Linked DNA regions of Cyprinus carpio: region 2 is linked to region 1. The links are chromatin contacts, called in public Hi-C maps. All regions are on one chromosome and are shown on one strand. Each heading gives the region's core, a stretch centred on a gene start, on an enhancer-like site or on the middle of the called end of the contact. The rest is flanking DNA. Distances are from core to core; before and after follow the strand shown. Region 1 holds the start of LOC109103872 (forkhead box protein O1-A-like). Region 2 overlaps LOC109103872 (forkhead box protein O1-A-like).

Evidence for each region. A called contact is a pair of places that touch in the nucleus more often than the background predicts.
Region 2: a contact with region 1 is called in a Hi-C map of red blood cells, with 2.5 times the contacts expected there. The contact joins the enhancer-like site here to the promoter of LOC109103872 in region 1. A contact is called at or near these places in 2 of 8 Hi-C or Micro-C datasets (red blood cells and skeletal muscle).

What each region holds. Positions count from the first base shown.
Region 1 is chrA15:4,334,970-4,340,119 of ASM1834038v1, forward strand. It overlaps LOC109103872 (forkhead box protein O1-A-like), which reads left to right and starts at 2,123. Exons shown (of 8, transcript XR_006161719.1): 1 at 2,123-2,931. It overlaps LOC109058590 (mitochondrial ornithine transporter 1-like), which reads right to left. Exons shown (of 9, transcript XM_042770814.1): 3 at 814-1,069.
Region 2 is chrA15:4,423,791-4,428,301 of ASM1834038v1, forward strand. The region is part of intron 5 of LOC109103872 (forkhead box protein O1-A-like); the gene reads left to right. Among protein-coding and RNA genes, the nearest start is that of LOC109058590, 68 kb to the left of the region's middle. Within about 2 kb of position 2,146, at least 1 of the 8 cell types and tissues checked has an H3K27ac peak or open chromatin away from gene starts, as enhancers often do.

The DNA.
Region 1 (5,150 bases), core at 873-3,372:
ATTGCCATTGTTTTCCTATGTAACAGGTGACAGATTGACGTCTTTTACTATACGCACTAACGTCTGGCATATTTCGTAACCGCACATAAAGCATGTCTAGGATCTCCAACCCTGCTCCTGGTGAGCTATGATCCTGCAGATTTCAGCTCCAACCCCAATAAAACACACATGAACCAGCTAATCAAGGTGTTCTGGGAAACTTGAGTATCAAAATAACTTTTTGATGGGGGCCCTGTGCCATTACAAAGAAATGACAAGTAAAACACTGAATTAAATGTGTTTTTTTTATAGAAACACTATTTTCTATTTAGACCATTTTTAAGTATTTTCTTGTTAAACATAATCCTACAATATGTTTAATGCACAACTTTGAAAAAATATTTTCAAGGCTTAATACCATAAAAACACACACAATCTCAAAAACCAAAATACAAATAAAAAAGAAGAAGAAGGTAAAACAGGTATACCCTGGTCCCACATGTCCAAAAGTGCATATAGTGGCATACATTAACACAAAAATGTAAAGAGAAATGAAAAAAAAGGGACCATAACCCATCACAGAACATTACATAAGTTTAGTGCCTATGTAAGAAGATGGTATTTATATCTGACCTGTGAGCTCTCTATTAATAGTCTTAATCTTTAAACCAGATTTAGAGGGAATCCTCCCAGAGGGGTCAAGAGTCCCTTTGAGCCCAACACTGACCATCTGAACCATGCAAAGATCAGAATGTCTTAGCAACATTAAACTCTGCTACTGCAATCTCACATATGTTCTGCATGGTCACACAGAGCAGGTATTCTCACACTTACCCGCCCCTTCTTCTGGATCACTGACTGTCCTGGCATCAGACACTTCTACAGACTATATCCAATCATGTACTTGGTTCAAGAGCCTCGAAACAAACTGTCCTGTGAAATAATTAACTTACTACTGACGCAAAACACTCCTGAAGCTGGTACTAACATTCACACTTCCTCGATCACCACCACAGGTGTGTACATGCCAAACTGGCTGTGCAGGGGTGTGTAGGGTTCGTCACGCGGGGACTTCCTGGAACCATGGGCCCTGGAAATAAGAGAAGGCGGTCGTGTTGCTGTCATATCCTGCAGAAGTTGTTGACTCAACATCAAGATTGTGACACAAGGTCACTTCATCAAACGCGATATTTGAGCATAAAAAATAATATGGACACTGAGGTATTTTAACCACTAGATGGCAGAATAGCCTTGAGTATAATGCCAGATACTTAAGCATCAAAAGATTACAGTATATGCCGTCATGAATTCTTACAAACATTTTATGCAGGTACAGTATGGACTATTGATATTAATGTAAGAATAAAATCCCCCCCCCCCACACACATAGTTTAGTTTCTTTAATGTAAAAATCATTCAAATCAATTGAATAATTTAATCGTATTGATATTACATAATATTACATTCGTTTATCTTTTTTTATATTAAGTAGTATATTGCAAATATTTTGGTATTTATAATAAATGCACCAAAATAAACAGATGATATGTCTTGTCCGAATTTGGTCCCCCCTTATTTAGATCCAGATCAAAAGCAAAAAGAGAATATATATACATATATATATATATATATATATATATATACATATATATATATATATATATATAATATATATATATATCTTTATATATACACACACACACACATACAATATATCCAGTTGTATTAGCATTAAATAGATCTTTATTCGTAATTAGTCTATTCGTCTGTGATCAACGAAAACAAACATCTTGGTTGGAAAGTTAAGCGTCGAGACAGTTTCTGTTATTTTTGGTTTCTCTCTTTGATTTCGATTATTATTTTGCTACGACGTAATTAAACTAACAAAAACCAACTTTGTTTGTGTATGTACAAGCAATATAATACAGCTAGAAGCCATGCGGTCAAAATCGCAATTAAGTGTTTTCATAACATCCAAACTCCGTGAAAGTTTGTTTACTAATTTTTAAGGGACGAAGGCACTCATAGATGTCTATGAAGGCACTGCTTGTTTCGCTTTCAAAAGCGCGCCTGTGATTGGCTGTCGGCATTGCCGTCAATCATGTACGTGGGCGGCGTCAGGTGACATATGATAGTGAGTTCCAGTAAGAGCACTTAGAGTTTTAGTACACAGACATTCAACAAGCGACAGCAGCAGGACTATCGCATAATACTGGACTGGACTGGATTACAAAACTTTATAACAACACCAATCTGATGTCGTTCTAATAACATTGCGACTTTTAAGTCGTTTCCAATGTAATTAAGTCAGTTTAAAGTTTGTTCTTTTGCGTTTCACCTCATATTTTCTTTTGACAATCATATGTGACATTTTAAGAGACAAACAGTATTACTGGTACCATGGCTGACGCAGCCCAAAACCAGATGGTCGAGATCGACCCGGACTTCGAGCCGCTCTCCAGACCACGTTCCTGTACTTGGCCGCTGCCGCGGCCGGAGTTCCCCAACCCCGCTTCCGCCGACTCCAACACATCGTCCCCGGCTCCGTCAGTCAAGCAAGAGCCCTCCAGCAACTCGGACTTTATCAACAACCTCAGTTTGCTGGAAGAGAATGAGGACTTCTCTGATGAGAAGCCTCTCATGCTGTGCGGCGATTTCCAGTGCCAGGAGAACTGCATCCACCACCAGCAAATCCCGAGTCACCAGCAACAGGTGCCCGTGCTCTCTTCTCCAGTGGCCGCTGCCGCTGCAGCCGCGGCAGCCGCTCAGCGCAAGAGCAGCTCGTCCAGACGCAACGCCTGGGGGAATATGTCATACGCGGACCTGATTACCAAAGCCATCGAGAGCTCCCCCGAAAAACGGCTCACCTTGTCTCAGATCTACGACTGGATGGTGAAAAGCGTCCCTTATTTTAAGGACAAGGGGGATAGTAACAGCTCCGCTGGTTGGAAGGTATTTATGTTTTCGGTTTTGGTCTATACTCTCAGTCAGTTGCGCCTTGTGTTTTGGGTTTTTACGCCAAGCAGTTCAACTTCTGTAAAGGCGTCTTGGTCACCATGGTTCCCATTCAGTTGCGCTCCGATCCAGCTGTTATGAAAACAAAAACGGGTCTCGTGTGAAAGGCTCCATGACATGCGAACTTTTGGGCTTTGCACAGCTGGTATTGATTCTTGCTGTCCTGAGTTTCAGGGGGTGATTACTGTGTATCTCTTCACTTATTGTTTTAGGATTGTCATGGGATTGTCAATAGTCTCCATTCATAGGGCAGATGATTGCTTCTCATTACAGGCAGCACATGGCAAGGTGGTGCATTGCAGTCAATAGTTCAAGTGCTGACCCATGTCACATGACAGGTCCCGGGTAACAAGTGTTTTATAGATATAGCCTGCAGAGAGCAAAAACTTGTAGGATCTTTCCACATTTCCAGGTAGAACTTGTTGGAGTTGAAGTTAGGACAAGACAAAAATTTGGACCCATCCCCAATACCAGACCCCCTAAGTGGCAGAACAATACAAAACCCGCTAAAGGTCTGGTCACATTGGCAAACTTTTCTGGGATAAAAGGTGACTTGTTTATTGTCAATAATGTAGTGAAGTCTGAAGTACAAGCTCAGAAAGATGTTGCTTAAACCAAACAGCTTTCTGTTGGTTAACACATCAAACTCATGCAACTAACTTTCTTAATCTGTACATTTTCGTACAAATCACATTGTACAAATTCATACAAAATCGCCACCTCGTAACTAAAATAGTTGTTTTCTCATCGGATCGGGTTGAATTTATTGCAGTATTCTTTAATCCAGAGAATTCAACTTATTTTCATTGTTCCAAAAACAGAAATTCTAATTTTGTAAACAAATTTTATATTGTTTTGATATATAATTGAATAAGTAAAAAAAAAAAAAAAAACCTTAAATGGAGTAAATAAAGTTTTGAGGTCATGCAAAGACACCACATAGACTAGAGTTTTTTGTTGTTGTTTTTTTCTGAGGTTGAGTCTTCATTCACTCAAAGTAGAGTTCAACATAAGTGTGATCCATAAGACTGAGCTTTGGTCATGTTTATGTGTCATGAAGATCAACTTCAAACACTAGCAGAAGATACGTGGATCCCAATAAATCAGTTCGGGTGACACATTGTCTTACATTGTTGTACCACCGGAATGCCTGAACCACCCTGGCAACTGGAGAAACAGGAAAACAGTGCTTTAATATCCATGGAAATCTCTTCATTAAGTGGGTCCAAAGTTGTGTTGTTAGGTGTAGCGCATTATCACACTGCACGCTATTAATATCCACGGGATTAACTGTCAATACCCCTCTGATGTTTGCCAAGTATGCAAGCATGGCGGTCTACGCATACAAGGAAAGATCCGCTCCACCCTCTGATTTATTCTGTGTCTGTGTGCCAGCATTCCACAGTTGTCATGCTTTTGTGCATACGTTGGTGAGGCATTGATGACTGAATGCATTTGGAAAAGGGAGCATTTTACCTCTCTTACCTCTGATGACACAAAATTCTTTGTAGTACGGGCAGCACTCAGCGGCTTTCCCACTCTTATCGGAAGCACATCTGATAAGCCCAATGTCAAATCTGTGTGTGTTTGTGTCGAGGTTGTAAAACTGATATGATCTGTGCGGTGATTGGATGCTCAGTACGTGTGACTCATAATGGGGCAATGTTTTTGAGAACCACAGGAAATTTCCCGCAGGAACTGTTCAATTTTATTCTGATCTCATAAACAATATGGCGCTGGTAATGATCAGTTAAAGGGTCCCTCGGGGGCACAGCTTCTATCACTCAAACAAATATGCTGAAAGGAAGGAGAGGTTTTCAGTTGTTGAAAATCGTTGATTTTGAGTTGTTTTAAGTTATCTGTAACAACCAGATACACATAATTTCATCTGAGGCTGTTTTGTGTGGGGAATGGCTGATATCGATTCATTTTCATTTAAGATTTCATTTATATATATATATATATATTTCAATATATATATATATATATATATATATATATATATATATATATATATATATATATATATATTTCACGAGTTCACACTTACATACAATTGAGGGTGTAAAGTTTAATGCTTATTTGGCGTGCTGTCCGGAGGGAGGGCTCCAAGCTCCCCCCATGTAAGTGGTTTAGGACTAGAAGTGTGGAGAAGG
Region 2 (4,511 bases), core at 896-3,395, 89 kb after region 1:
AAAGCATCTGTTATAATGGCAAGTAATTATATGTGTTGTGATGGCAATTATGCAATCAGCAGCGTTCTCTTCTCATATCGTGGCAGCAGATGAGATCTGAGCAGTTACATCACTGACTGACATGCTTGGTGGACCATCTGATCAACGGTTTCTATAACGACCAGCAAGCAGGTCTAAATATGAATCTGGACCAATTTCTATTGGTTTCTCTTGATATGATTCATAGCTACAGTACATGACTACAACAGAGCTTTAAAAGCACTGTTATATGGAAAAGTGTCTGAACATGATTAATAATCATAAGAATTCACACAGTATGCCACAAATATATTGGTAACATTTTACAATAAGTTTCCATTTGGTAATCATATTTAATGCACTAACTAACATGAACTAACAATGAGCAATATATTTGTTCCAGTATTTATTAAGCTTGTTAACATTAGTTAATAAAAAATACAGCTGTTCATTGTTAGTACATGTTAGCTCATATCCATTATATGACATGTCATAACATTGACATACAACTTATGATTTTAATAATGTATTTGCAAAATGCCAAAATTACTGTTAATTAAGATGAATTAATGATTTAGTAGTATTTTTCATTGTTAGTTCATGTTAACGTAGTTGTAATGCTAACACATGGAACTTTATTTTAAAGTGTTACCTATATATTTACAGCTGTTTGCAGGTGAAATGGGGGAAAAATAAAATATAATAATAATAAAAAAAATATTTTTTAAAGATTCAATTATATAAAAATGTAATTAATTTCATTAACTCTGAACTTACTCAGTACCAAAAGTGTTTCATATCCTACTGCTAACAACTGTGTACTAAAATCACTGAGATATTTTCAACTGCTTAATTTACCACGGAACAATTATTACTTATTTTTTCAAAACTAGCTTGGAGTTACTATGCCAGCTAAGGACTCTCGGCCAAAAGTAAGTGGAGATTTGTCGCCACTGAATGGCAGGAAATGACCTTAAGAGAGCTTTTCCTGAGTAACAGTAACTTAAAACAATATGTAGCATTTCTTAGCCAGTAAATGGCCATGTTTTTCTGAGCGGACACTTAAAAATGTTTATTTTTCATCCGGTTTTGAAGTGGCCACCGATATCATTTGTTATTCTGAAGAAGACCAGCTGAACTCTGTCAGGCCAAAAATTGAAAAAGGAATCCAAAATACGCCCACAGATTGATAGCCATAAAAACACACCCCACAGCAAGTACTGATGGAGGCTCGTAACCTCGGTGTGTTGAGACAGCTGCTCTGGATGACTTGGGCTCTCAACAGGTTGCATGATTCATTTTGTGAGTTAGGACTCGAGACTTAATCTCCATCCGTGTGTGATTCACCCACGGCCATTCATTTACATGGCTTTCCAAAGCGGAGCAGGCAAAGGAACAAAACAAGGTGTCATGTAGAGCGTGAGATAGTCTTTTCACAGTGGCGGTGGACAGTAACCTGCTGCAATGGCTTTGCAAATTGTCTTTACTCTGCTTTTTGTAGGGAAGTCTGTGAATTAAGCTTTTATTCAATAGACGATTATTAAATTCGAAAAATAAGGTTTATAATCTAAAATTTGCTTTCTTTGACGTAAGAGAAGAAAAAATATCATTGAAAAAAAAATAAATTAGTTCAATTAGTGCTACTAGGCCTAGCTATGGCAGGAGAAGAGAGAGGGTGTTCATGTTTTACTTTTACAATTACAAGTAATGAGCTCTTTGCTCTTCTCCTCTCTCTCTCTCGCTAACAAAAAAAAAAAAACGACGAACAAACAAAAAAAACAATACATATGTTTATCCTTACGTATATATTTATTTTTAAACCCATTTTATGGCATCAAATAACTATTAAAATCACAATTCCAAACATGCTATACCCAAATAGTCCAGCAACATTTTATTATCAATATCATCATCATCATCATCATCATCATCATCACAGTGCTTCTCAACCTGAGGATCACAGAGATAGTGCTACTACATTGTTTTTATAGAAAAGTAAACAGCAAACATTGGGGCATCCATCCTAAGTAGCAGCTCTTTTATTCTCAAGTGAATCCTAATGGAATTACCCTCACCAGAGTCTTTGTGCTGGTACCATTCCGTGGGTTAGTCAAAATCCTGGCCTCCAAACAGCCTTCATTCACACTCTCCCTGGCTGTGGAAAGCAGTCTCAGAACTTTGACTGGTTCAGTCTGGTTCCTCTTGCCACCAACCGTTTAGCACCTCCCTGTGCTAGTCTGGACGTGAGTGTGTGCATGTGTGTGTTTGACAAAATCCCTACATGCATCTAGTGCACAAAAGCCACGCCACTCTTCCAGTGAGTCACGCAAACCTTTTGGGCCTCTGGACTATGGTGCATGCCGTGAAGCTATCCGTGCATATTTCACTGTATTATGGCTTTGATATTGAAACTTAGAACATCAGCACAATCATAAGAAGAATTGGCTGATTTGACAAGCTGTCATTTAAATAAATGCTCCGATCCACCACACCCAGCCCTGAAAACAATTGCAAACATCACAAGGAGGAAGTCTATTTGTGATCAAAGTGTTTAAGGCATTTCATGAAGACTCTATAAGTCTTTCCCTGAAGGGTAACAAGCTTTCAAGAGAGAAAGAGAGTGCTGGCTGATTCGGAGCAGTCCCTCTTCACGTGTGCTGAGGGTGAAGGGTATTAGGGGAGAGGTAAGTGACAACTGTTGCTCCGGGTTACTGAGTAACCAGAGCAATTGCCTCCCTCTTAAAAGGCCTTTCAGCCAGAATTTCTGCACTTCTACCCATCCTCCTCTTCTAACCTCAGCCTTTCTGTCTTTCCTTAATTTAGTCAGCATCTCACTGAGCTTCTAAGCTATTCTAACCCTACCAATGAAACAGGTTGCTTGATAAATGATCTAGTATTATGGTGGGAAATGGTTCTATGTTCCCTTTCCTTCTGTTTTGTCATCTTTGCTCTGTTTATTTACTGACCTTGACACCCACAAGACGCAGTACAACAATATACCTACTCTTCAGTCATGACCCTGAGATACAGATCTACACTAGCGACGTGTGGACAAGGAGAACTAACTTCTTCGTGACAAAGCTTGGAACTGTTTTTCAAAACAGAGTGGAAATGATGAAGTCAAGTCAAGTTAAGTCACCTTTATTTATATAGCACTTTTAACAATACAGATTGTGTCAAAGCAACTTTACAGTATTAAATAGGAAAATAGTGTGGCAATAATGCAACATGACAATAGTAAATACTCAAATTTCAGTTAAAGGCAGTCCATCATTGAATTCAGTGATGTCATCATCCAGCTCAGTTCAGTTTAAGGCCCCGTCCACACGGAGACGCGTTTCTGTGAATACGCACAAATTTTTTATTGGATAGGCGTTTCGTCCACACGGATCCGGCGTTTTCGTAAGGTGAAACCGATATTTTTTGAAATCGGGTCCCAGAGTGGATAAATTTGAAAACGCCGTCTTTGCGTTTTCGTCTGGACGGCTAATCCGTATATTTTCTGAAACGATGACATCATCAGCCCACGTCTCCCCCCTAGTCAGACACCTCTACGTCATGTAACAGCAACAGCGCCACATGAATTACAGAATTACAGCGCCACAAGCTGGTCTGGCATGTATACTACATCATTTTGCGGTTTCGTGTGGACACGGATATTTCTTGAGACGAGGAAAAAAAAAGATCGGATTGGGGTAAGCTCCGTCCCCGTGTGGACGGGGCCTCAATAGTATCTATGCAATCAAGTCGATGATATCAATGGATATTAAGTGTCCCCAACTAAGCAAGCCAGAGGCGACAGCGGCAAGGAACCAAAACTCCATCGGTGAAGCCATTTATAATTTTTGTACTTGTAGTTATTGTTGTAATGACAGGAATAGTCACTTAAATTCTGTATAGAATAAAAAGGTTGAACAAGGCACAAATTAAAAAAAAAAAAAATCTCATTTAATATTGAATTCATTTTGATTACAAATACTGATTTAATTTTTATTAAAAATTCTTGTTTTAGTTAAAAGTAATATATATATATATATATATATATATATATATATATATATATAGAAACAATAACAAAATTCTTCTTTAAATGTACTTAATAATAATTTAAAAACCTGCATTTTCATATTTAAAATGTATTTTTTTTTTTAAAATAGCATAAGGAACAATTGTTTAAATCCTTTTTATTTTTTTTTTAAAAATTACAACCATCTACTAGCCGCCTCATGTCACAAAAGTCAGTTAATTCTCAGCACATAGATACTCTTTCATCTAGATATCATACTTGTTTATAGATCTGCTGTTTGAATTATCACTTGCTGCTAATAAGGAATATTTTGTTTCCTGCCTATTTCTACTTTGCATTTTCATTGGTGTTTGTATTTTTGATTGCACTTATTGGTAATTTTAATAATAATTGCCCTCAGCTAAGAAGGAGCCTGTGTAATTTGCATTGCACCCTTCCGGCATTGAAGTGGGAACTGTAGTTTCAA